Regions from separate parts of the Columba livia genome. Here region 1 is linked to region 2. A link is a contact called in public Hi-C data. All regions are on one chromosome and are shown on one strand. The core of a region is the stretch at or near the end of the contact, and the rest is flanking DNA. Distances in the headings are between cores, read along the strand shown.

What was found. Hi-C and Micro-C count contacts between places; a contact is called where the count stands out from the background.
Region 1: a contact with region 2 is called in a Hi-C map of liver, with 2.0 times the contacts expected there. The contact joins two enhancer-like sites. A contact is called at or near these places in 2 of 2 Hi-C or Micro-C datasets (crop and liver).

Annotation. Positions count from the first base shown.
Region 1 is chr13:6,254,786-6,259,551 of bColLiv1.pat.W.v2, reverse strand. ANKRD11 (ankyrin repeat domain containing 11) reads right to left here. Exons shown (of 14, transcript XM_065028721.1): 6 at 1,578-1,748; 7 at 367-570. Among named protein-coding and RNA genes, the nearest start is that of SLC22A31, 19 kb to the left of the region's middle. Within about 2 kb of position 1,466, at least 3 of the 3 cell types and tissues checked have an H3K27ac peak away from gene starts, as active enhancers do.
Region 2 is chr13:6,201,202-6,206,320 of bColLiv1.pat.W.v2, reverse strand. The region is part of intron 2 of ANKRD11 (ankyrin repeat domain containing 11); the gene reads right to left. Among named protein-coding and RNA genes, the nearest start is that of ANKRD11, 67 kb to the right of the region's middle. Within about 2 kb of position 1,825, at least 3 of the 3 cell types and tissues checked have an H3K27ac peak away from gene starts, as active enhancers do.

The DNA.
Region 1 (4,766 bases), core at 217-2,716, 54 kb before region 2:
CAGACACATAGTGCGGAGCCACGGCAGCCCCCAGGATCACTACGGATCCAGCCCAGCATCGCCGCCCAGCGGGAGCGCGGTCAGGGCAGACCGGGCAGCCTGGCAACTCAGCTGCCAAACTGCACCAAGGGAACCGATCTTGCTCAGGGATTTATTAGGTCAACAAATCTGCACTAGGGTATTTTTTTAAAAGGATGGCAAGACTCCTCCAAAAGGGCTACATCCTTATTATTGGTTAATTCCCTTCTTTACAAATAGCAAACCCATGTTAAAAAGTAACTGCTTTCCCTGGCAGGAGCAATTCTTGGAATGTTCAAGTGGGTGGGAAAAGGCCCGGATGGGTGTGCTGCCCTGCAGGCTGCTTACCTGCAAAGTCCTTCACATTGACATCTGCACCCTCGATGATGAGCTCCTTGATGCGCCGGGCATCTCCTCGGATGGCAGCTCGATGCAGCCGAGTCTCTCCCCGCTCGTTTCTCTTATTTACTTTATCTTTGGTTTTGGAGGCAGAGTTAGGAGTTCCCTTCTGACAAACTGTGGACTGAGAGGGATGCTTTGGTGTTGTGTCAACTGCAGGGAGGAGAGAAACAGTCAGGAATTCCAAGCAAGGCCGAAGCCCTTAGAGGGAGCTCTTGCAACACGTTTCGTGTTGCCTCTCCCCAGAACGCTCCCCGTAAGGCAACAGCGCAGACAGAGAACAGCCTGCGTGTGTCGAATGCAGATATTAATTGCAGGCTGCCAAAGCCCACCAGAGAGAGCTGCGGCCCTTGCAGGGGCTGCAGGCGATCCCACGATTTAGGGGCAAACAATGCAGCTCCCTACCCTAAAACCTCATTTCCTAAGGGAAGTGGCTTTTCCCAAGTCCATGTGAGGTCTGGCAGCCCTGGGACGAGGCTGCACATTTCCTGGGAGAGTAGTTCATCCCTCTGAGGACAACACAGCTTTTTGTCTTTTTTTTCACTTTTTTTCCCCCAGTAACAGCAACATAAGCTGCTAGATCGGTGTCAAGAACAAACTATGTGGCTAAAAGCTGCAATGTTTGTGTGTAGGCTGCAGATGTGCACAGACAGACAGCACAGTGCCTCTAAAAACTCTGCGGGGTCATGTATGCAACAGATAAAAATTACTAAAACACAAAATCCGTGGTAAACACATTCCAGCTGCTCCGCATCTCAAGTTACAGCTGCACTGCTTACGGGTCCTATCCCTCTCCACAACAAGAAACATTAAAAAACCCACAGCGGATGGTATTTTAACTTTTTTTCACAATGCTCCTTCACTGAGTCAGGCTGAGAGGCCAGTGGAAACGTGGAGCTGTGCCGTGGAGGAGGCTCCCGCGGAACCAAAGCTCTGGTTATGTGGCCAGGGCAGGCTGAGCGTGGCCCGGGGGACATCTCCTGCCACCAACGTGGTCTGGAGGAAGGAACGGCAGCCACGGCCCGTGCCCAGAGCCACAGCACAGCCGGGGGGTGCCTGTGTCCCCTCTCCAGCATCCCACCCACAGCACTGAGAGCGGGGAGACCCCATGGAGCAGCTTACAAGCAAAACCTCTGAGCAAACCCCCCTTGGGATCTCACCTGGGCTGTTTGCAGACTCTTCTGCTGTCATCTGCATAAGGAGAGCGACCTGCTGGCGCTCGGAGAGCGGGTAGCCTGCCCGGATCCCCGAAAGGCCCATTCCGAAGAGCAAGCCAGGCTTTCTGGTGGCGGGTTCCTTTTTAATTCTCTTCCGCTCGGGACCCTGCTTTTCTGTGGTGCGAGGAGACACAGAAACACAACCTGTGAATGTCGCTGTAACTGAAAAACCCACTCAATTCTGAGCAAAGCGTTAACAGCTCTCCAGCTCTGCTTCTGCATCTCACAAGTACAACGGCCTGCGGTGATGGACACATCCCTGCACTGGGGGTACCTGTGGCAGCCACATCCCTGCGCTGGGGGCATTGGTACTCGTGGCAGCCGCTGCGGTTGCAGCCGGGACATGCACCGCACAGCCGGTTCTCCCCAAACCGTCAAACAGCAGTGGGAAAGGGAGGGAGCGGGTCCTTTGCGGGGCCGCTGCCAGCATCGTACATTTCATCTTGTTCTTAGGAGTCTCCATCTCATGCCGATGGTGCTTCAAGGAGCAGACGCAACCTTGTACCACACAGCATGGACTGGAGGCATCTAAAAGCACCAGCAATGAGTGCTAACGAGATACGGGCTGACAGATTGGAGACGTTGCCATCTCATGCTCTCGTCATCACCAAACCAAGGGCTCTGCTGGCCCGGGGAGCACTGGGCTGGTCCTCTCCTCCCAAAGTGGGGGTTCCAGCCCAGCAGAGAGCACCTGCCCGCAGTCAGGGCGATGACTATTCAGCCACATCCCCTCCTGCATCTGAAAAACTCCCCAAAAAATGAGAAGGGAGGAAGAAACCCCTGTGCCGGGCTAGTCATCCCACTAATCCCAGCCTGACACTCGGTCCCCTCAATCATCCAGCTGGGATTAGCTGCTGCCAGGCCATGGGCACAGGGCCGGCCAAACCCCAGCCCTCCCTGCACTGCCAGCTGTGCTCCCAATGCCTCCCACAGCAGCCCCGCTTCCAGCTGCTGGGAACTGGTCCCTGCTGAGCACAGTGCAACTCGCTGCCTCCCTCCCTGCCCAGCTCAGCCCGGCTCACACACCCGACCTCTGCCACAACCCTGACCCTACAGCTTTTCTTGAGCACTTTTCCAGTTTTCTTTATGCAAGTACTGATCCTTTCCGCACGCGAGGGGGGTCAGCAGCCCTTCCTCTGCGCTCCTGGTTTGCTTGCTTGCGCACGCTGCCCAGCGGGAGCACAAAGCACGGGGCTGCAGAGCTGCGGTCCCACTGCAGGGATGTGCTGGTGAACAGAGTTTCGAGATGCCAGATCAGGAAACAAAAATTAAGTTTCCTTTCGTGGAGGAGAGGCAGGATATGTATCTGCAGAGCAGCACGGCAATTCTTTGCCAGCAGCCAAGCTGCATCCCTCCTACCCAGCAACTGTCCTAAACCCACAAAGCAGCAGAAGGAAGATATGGTGCGTGTGAGTGGAAAATCCGTCTTCGCTCACATCTATTTCTAAGCACCGACACAGTTTGTTTATAACCAGACTAACTGCAGGGCTCCTGCTGCGTGGAGAGTGCTGCTGCTGATATTCTTAGCAGCCATCAAAGTTCCCAAAGGCAGGTGAGCGCCTCCTCGCCCTCATATCGTGCACCCCAACACCCATTTGAATCAAGGCCAGTCTGATGCTGCTTGAAGAACCCGAACAGCAAAACACGTTGCTGCATCCTTGATGTAACGAACACACCCGACAGCCAAGCTGTTCAAAACCTCCCGCATAAACAGCAGCTCTGTTCTCAAACCGACCGCGCTTGCTTTTCAAGAGAGCAAATCCTCCCCGTGACTTTGAAGCACAAAGTAAAAATCTTTTTAACGAAAAGGAGTTTTGACTCGTGCAGCCCCCGGGTCCCACGGGCTCGGCCGCAGCAGGGGCTGGTTCTGGCCAGGACGCTGCCAGGAGCCGCGGAGGAATCCAGGGGGTTATTTATCTATCACATCAAGGCCGCACGTTCATGCTCCCCCAACGAGGAGCACAGCACTGGCCTGCTGTCCCTGCCCATGCAGCACGGCAGCTCCTCCAGTGACGGAGCACAGGCAAGGGCACCCTTCTACACAAACATCTGACTCCAAACATGCTTATTATTTTGCTGAAGGTATTTTGAGAATCCCAGAAAGTGTTAGAGGGATGATACAAGGAGGTTTGCAAACAGGTCAGTGTCTGCGAATGCTCTCCAAGAAGCAGGGCTCGGGCTCCCAGCAGCCAGGGAGGGGAAACCCCCAAAATGTATCACCAGGTCCCCAGCTCCAGTGCCCTGAAACTGAGAGGCAAAAGTGTGTGGGGACATGTGGAGGTCCAAGAGGATTTGGAACAGATCACACAGATGCTTGATGGACTAGCGGCATCCAGTCGCTTCCCCACCACCCGGCCTGTGCCCGGGGAACAGCAAATCCTGCAGCCCGCCAGCTCTAACCCGCTCTGCTCACCCAGCCCTTCGTTGTTTTGTACAAGGCGACACAGGTCACCCCACGTGGCCACCACCAGGACAGAACCTCCTTTGCCTCTGTGCAAAGTCCAGCAGCTCAGGCAAAACCACCAAGAGACAGGCTCAAACTCAACCGCTGGACTTTGTGCTGAAGTGCGGATTTCCTCGTTCATTCACCAAACCGCCAGTGGAGTGAAAGTCTCCGGCAGACGAGGGCAGCAGCGCGTGGGGACGTCTGCACCGCTCAGCTCCATTCGTGCTGCTCGCTCCTCCTGCGCTCCCTCGGCTGACGAGCCGGTGGCTCTGAAAACCTTGTCCCTGCACAAAGGTGCCACTGTCTGCTGCACTCCCGCTGCAAACGCCTCACCCAGAGCAGAGGATTTCCATCAACCCCCTGCACCTGGGAGCCTGTACATTTAAAAAATAGCAACTCTGTGCCAGGGAATCTCTCCGACCAGACAGCACAGGCCACCCCTCTTCAAATACAAGCCTGGGAAACACATCTGTGCACTGAAGGAGAATTTCAGTCTAATTCTCCAAAGCCACGTTTTGGTCGCCCTGGAAGCTGTAAGATTAAATCGGATCACAGGAAAGTGAAAGTTTTTTAATGGCTTAAAATAAAATTAAACTCAATGTGCTTACAGTAAGGAAACAAGCAGCCCGAGCAGTGCGTCCCACCGGGCACAGGGACGGCTGAGCCACAGAGGCTGCACCTTCCTA
Region 2 (5,119 bases), core at 576-3,075:
CCCAGGCCAGGGGCTGCGGCACTGGTCCCTGCGCCCGCTTCGGGGGGCAGCACCAGCACCCACCCTGTGCACCATGGAAGTTTTGGGGCCTGCCGAGGTGCACAGGGATGGGGAGGTACTTCGGTACCAGCACAGCCCTGGCCCCCCACGCTTCACTGCAGTTATCCCTGAAAACAGAAAAAAATGTGCTTGTTTTTCTGCTGCTGCTGAGCAGCTACAAAACGCTGCTCATCAGCAAGAGCATGAATAAACCCCAGCTCCTGAAGCAGTATCTGAAATCAGCTGCTCTCCAACCTCCATCACAATTTCAAACCTTTAATTTACTGAGGCTTGAGTGAAAGCAACATTTGTGTTTGTTTACCAGCCACAGAGGAGCTCTGAGCACTCGCGGTTTATCACGTTTACCCAACAGATATATTCTGGGGAGCTTCTCAGACCAACTGTGACTTATCACATATTACTGGTCACAAACTTTTCCACCCGTCCCCACAAGATCCCAGGGACCCGTCCCTGAGAGCCGGACGAGCCACCCACGCACATGGTGCTCCCAGCACTCGACAACCGCCTGGGCTGCTGTATTTCCAAGTTCAAAAGAAAAGAAAAAAGGGAGAAAACCAGCCTGATTTTGTTCTTCTTCCTCTGCTAAATCCTGCAGTGCTGGACCAAGACGCGGCAGTTTTTATCCAGGGAAGGACCCTTGTGGGCTCTGCTGAGGGCCGGAGGCCATGCGGGATCTGGAAAACTTTCCACCCATTACCTTCGGTGAATTTAAGACGTGCTGCTGTACGTCAGTGAAGCAACTTTGTTCTTTCTGGAGGGAACGGACAGATTGCAGGAGAAAACTATACCCCAATTGCTGCCAAATTCCACAGATTTAGTTATTAGTAGGCAATTAGGAACCATTATTAACACTTCCTACTACGTTAAGCTCCATTTGCAGCGCGCCTCTGTGCCAGGCTGGACCATTCCGGCACTCCGGCTCCACCGCGCACGTGGCATCACGTACCGAAAACTGCGCCTGCCCGCTCGCTGCCTCCTGGGCCGCTTCTCCACACATATATTTAATGCAGTTGTCTTACAAAATAAAATTGCAAGTAAAAATACAGATATTATAAAGGTAGGGGCGGGGAGGGGGGGAGGTAAATAAAAGCATGGCTGCACAAAGGAAAAACAATTTTGCTCTTGTTTTTTAACTCACAATCAACATCTGAGCTATTCAGGAAACTGGTGCACTGCCCTCCAACCAACTTCAATTAGGGAATTCAAAAGCAGTCAGACAAAAGAATGCCTGGGAGTTACTGCACCGCGCAGAGATATTTTTAGCAAGAGCTGGGAGGCTGTTTGTGGGACGCTGCTTTGCTTCTACTGCATTTCAGCTTTTGTATTTACACTTGCAGGACAGAAAGATTTACTAGGTCAGAGGGGGGAAACAGAGGAGAAGCAGCGTAAATGATGCGGATCATTTTGCTTTCTGATACTCTCAGAAGGTATTTCAGCAGAAGCTGATGGAGACCAGGGTGAAGCTGAAGATTTGCCTCCATCTGCTTTGAAATTCATCTTTCAGCAGGAATCTCCTGTTGGTCCTTTGGAAACCATGTAAAGGGCACATGGAGCCCTGCAAGGGTCGGTGCAGGCAACGTTGCCGTGTCCCCAGCAAAGCCGCAGCATACCTGCCCCGGGTCACCGACGGGTTCACAACCAGCACCACGTGGCTAATAGGCCTTGGCACACCAACACCCGCCCCAAACCCTCCGCCACAACCACCATTCAGCCCTTCACCCCGGAGCCAAGTGCACCTCCAAGCCCCACCGAGCCGCTCCTGTTTTTCAGAAGCCATTTCCCAAAAACGCCGGGAAGGTGCCGGCAGAGCTGGGAGCCCAAGGCCTGGCCGCGGCGCAGGGCCGTTCGGGAGCTGCCGGCACGGCTCCCCTTCCGCCGCCTCCCACCACTGCGGCAGCGCAGATGGCAGCAGCGTGACCTCGCTGTTCCTGCCTCCTTGTTTTGATCCCGCAGTCTTGATTGTTCAGGCTAATCCCACACTCCCAGCCTTGGCTGCCAGCCAGGGCTGTTATTAATGGCACAAAAGCTTCTCATTCCAGCTACTTCTACATCCGCTAATGCTGTTGTTCCCTTCTCTCGCTCCCCCTCTCACCACATTACAAACTGGAGCTGGAATATATTTTACAAGGGGAAAAAAAAACCTCCTCTCTGATCATCCTTGCACGCCAAGGGCTCCACCAGAACCGTACAGGAAAGGCTCGTCAGCTCCGGCAATAATTACCAATGGTAAAGCAGCAAGACCACCCTGCTCCTCCAGCCATCAGCTCCAAAGCAATAAACAGCACACAGATGTGGGGAGTTTCCAGCAATCCCCGAAGGAAACCAGGATCCCAGGCACAAGTACACACAGCTCAGGGAAAGGCTCTGCTGCCGGGCTGGGCAGGGACACGACACCCATCTGCTCTGCGGGTGCCACCAGCGTTTGGCTGCCTCGCTCGGGAAACCGCCTTTCCTGCTACTGGATTCAAATAGCTGTAAAGCTCTCAGTAAAAGCAGGCACTGAAAGGACGCCTCAAATCATTTGTAATTTAGTCCCTCACATGCCCTTTTACAGGTGCTCATCCCTCTGCAAGGCGCCCGGCAGTGTCCTGTGGCAGGGACGGCCGGGCGGCCGCTCTGAGCTGGGGCTGCTGACACCAGAGCGGGTGCAGGTCCCATGTCAGCTCAGACCTGGGGCCAGTTTGGGCTGGGAAGCAGTGAGGATATTAATCAGGGTCTTCTGATCCACCAGAGAGCCACCAGCCATGCCCACCACGCACAAATCCCCCAGCAGCCGCCACAAATGCTTGCCCAAAAAGTTTGGCCACGAGTCAGCAGAGCAGAGCAGGAGCTCAGCACCGCGCTCACCATCAGGCTGAAGGTTAGTGAGGTTTGGAGCTGCTCTGAACTGCAACCTCAGCCTGAGGAAGGTGTCCCCGGGACTCCCATGGGAGCAGCGTGGGCAGGGGCGTGGGTGCTGGGGTCTATCACAGCGATGACGCACCTGGATAAATCCACCCGGTTTTCAGCCCAAACTGTCACCCCGGTGAGATGATTCACCATGCTGCTCTCACTACTTGTCGAAGCGCAGGAAAGGAGAAAGCAGCTACAGGAACATTTCTTCTGATTAGGAAGGTCACTACATTTTTAATAAAGGGCTCTTTAAAGATAATCTCATTTCAGCATTTACACATGTTAAAGAGGTTACAGAGATCAAGACGTAATGAAGTAAAGGAGGAGAGGACAATAAACGTGTGACTGGGATGTCACCATGAGTGATATCTCCAGCACGTTGGTCCGATGCAGCAGAGAAGGGGGCTCAGGCACCAGGAATAGCAGGCTATTGCTCACTCACGAAAAACCAGTAGCAGATTTCTGAATGCAACTGGTATCTCCAGCTTCTCCTTTTCGTCCAGCACAGCTCCCCACCCCGCTCCCTTGTGCAAGCCCTCGTGCCAACGCCACCTCCCCAGGCACAAGCACCTCACGCCGCCACGGGCAGAGCCCTTGTCCACAGCACGAGGGGCTCATTTCAACTCCAGCCATCGCTGCAGCAACCCCAGCGACTCTTCCCACTGCAACACATGCTTTGCATCACAGCTTTACATCGGCTGAGGTTACATCTGACCCAAGTAAGAACCCGAAGATCTGCCAGCAGCTGCGGAGTTTCACGAAATCTCCGACAGCAGATCCGGCACGGCTTTTCATGTGCCATGGATTAACCCCCAGGAATGAAAAATTCTCCTGAAATGCTCAACTCCCACCCCACAGGGGTCTAAGGAAACCTGTTCTCATGCCCCTCTGCTCTATGTGCGTTGGGTTTCTTAACATTACGACGATTTGATGTGATGGTTTGGGGCCGGGGATCGCACGCTAGCTCTGCATACACTGAACGAGGTCACCGGGAAGAGAAAGTTTACATCAAGTTTGCAATAATTTCTCTACTGCGCTAGAGAAAATTTTGGTGCCTGTTCAAAGCTACCGTGCTTTGTTGCAGAGGGTGCAAAAGACTAAAAATAATCTTTATTCAAAACTACTTAATAGTCGCAAGATCAAGCGGAACAAAAGGAAAAAAAATATATTCTGAGGGAAATGATACTTCTAGAGCTCAAACGGCATTTCAAGTCCCCATCAAATAACTTTGAACTGAGGTTGCACAGAAGCAGGAGGAAGCGGGGAAACCAGCACCAATGAGATTTTCAGATCACCGGGGGTAAAGCAAAGGTGTCCCAGAACTACAGGAATTTAGCACGGCTGCATTGCTAATGGGTACGTTGGAGTGCCCTTGTGAAGCAACTGGTTTTTCAGAAATAATTAGCGGAGCAGGCAAGAGAGTTACAGACATGAAGAAGTGAAGAAAGAACAGTAAAAATAAGCAAATAGTTCAAATTAATGAAATCCTTGGACTTGCTGCAGTTGTATCAGCAAACAGGAGCTTCCCTGAGTTAATTCTCCTTGCATTTCCTACAGACATGGACAACCACAGCAGATATTTTAAAACCAAGACAGTACTCAAAGGCAAGCCTAACACCCTCACGTTTAAGGGGTGTGAGGTCTGCTACAGCCACAAGATAAGCTGTTCTCAGACCAGCAACCTTCCTAACAAATCTGGTGCTTTATTTTTCAGATTATTTTCTTTAGCTTCAACATCCAATGGGCAGGGATTTCTCTATTTTTAAATAACATCCCAGAAGCAAGCAAGCAGGACGGGTGTCAGGCAAGGTGGGCACGCAGCCCGGGGGCAGCAGATGTTCCGGAGGTGGATGTACCCCCGGACCCTGCTCAGGCTCTGCCCCCAGGGACGGACGTGCTTCCCACCCATCACATCCTCTCAACCTTCTCCTCGCTGAGCTAAACAGCTTGTGTTTCCAACCCTAACACATGAAATGAGTCTTCTGAGCCCCATTCAACCAACCAGCTCCTTTTGTTTTTTAAGTGAATACGACGTTAATCTCATTAGCTATGGCACTGCAAAGCCAGTCTGTGAGCTGGTCCCACCTACTACCCAAATAATTGTCAGTGGCTCCCATAACACAGCAAGTGCTCCAACCCAGGGGTGCTGAGGAACCAGAAATATTCC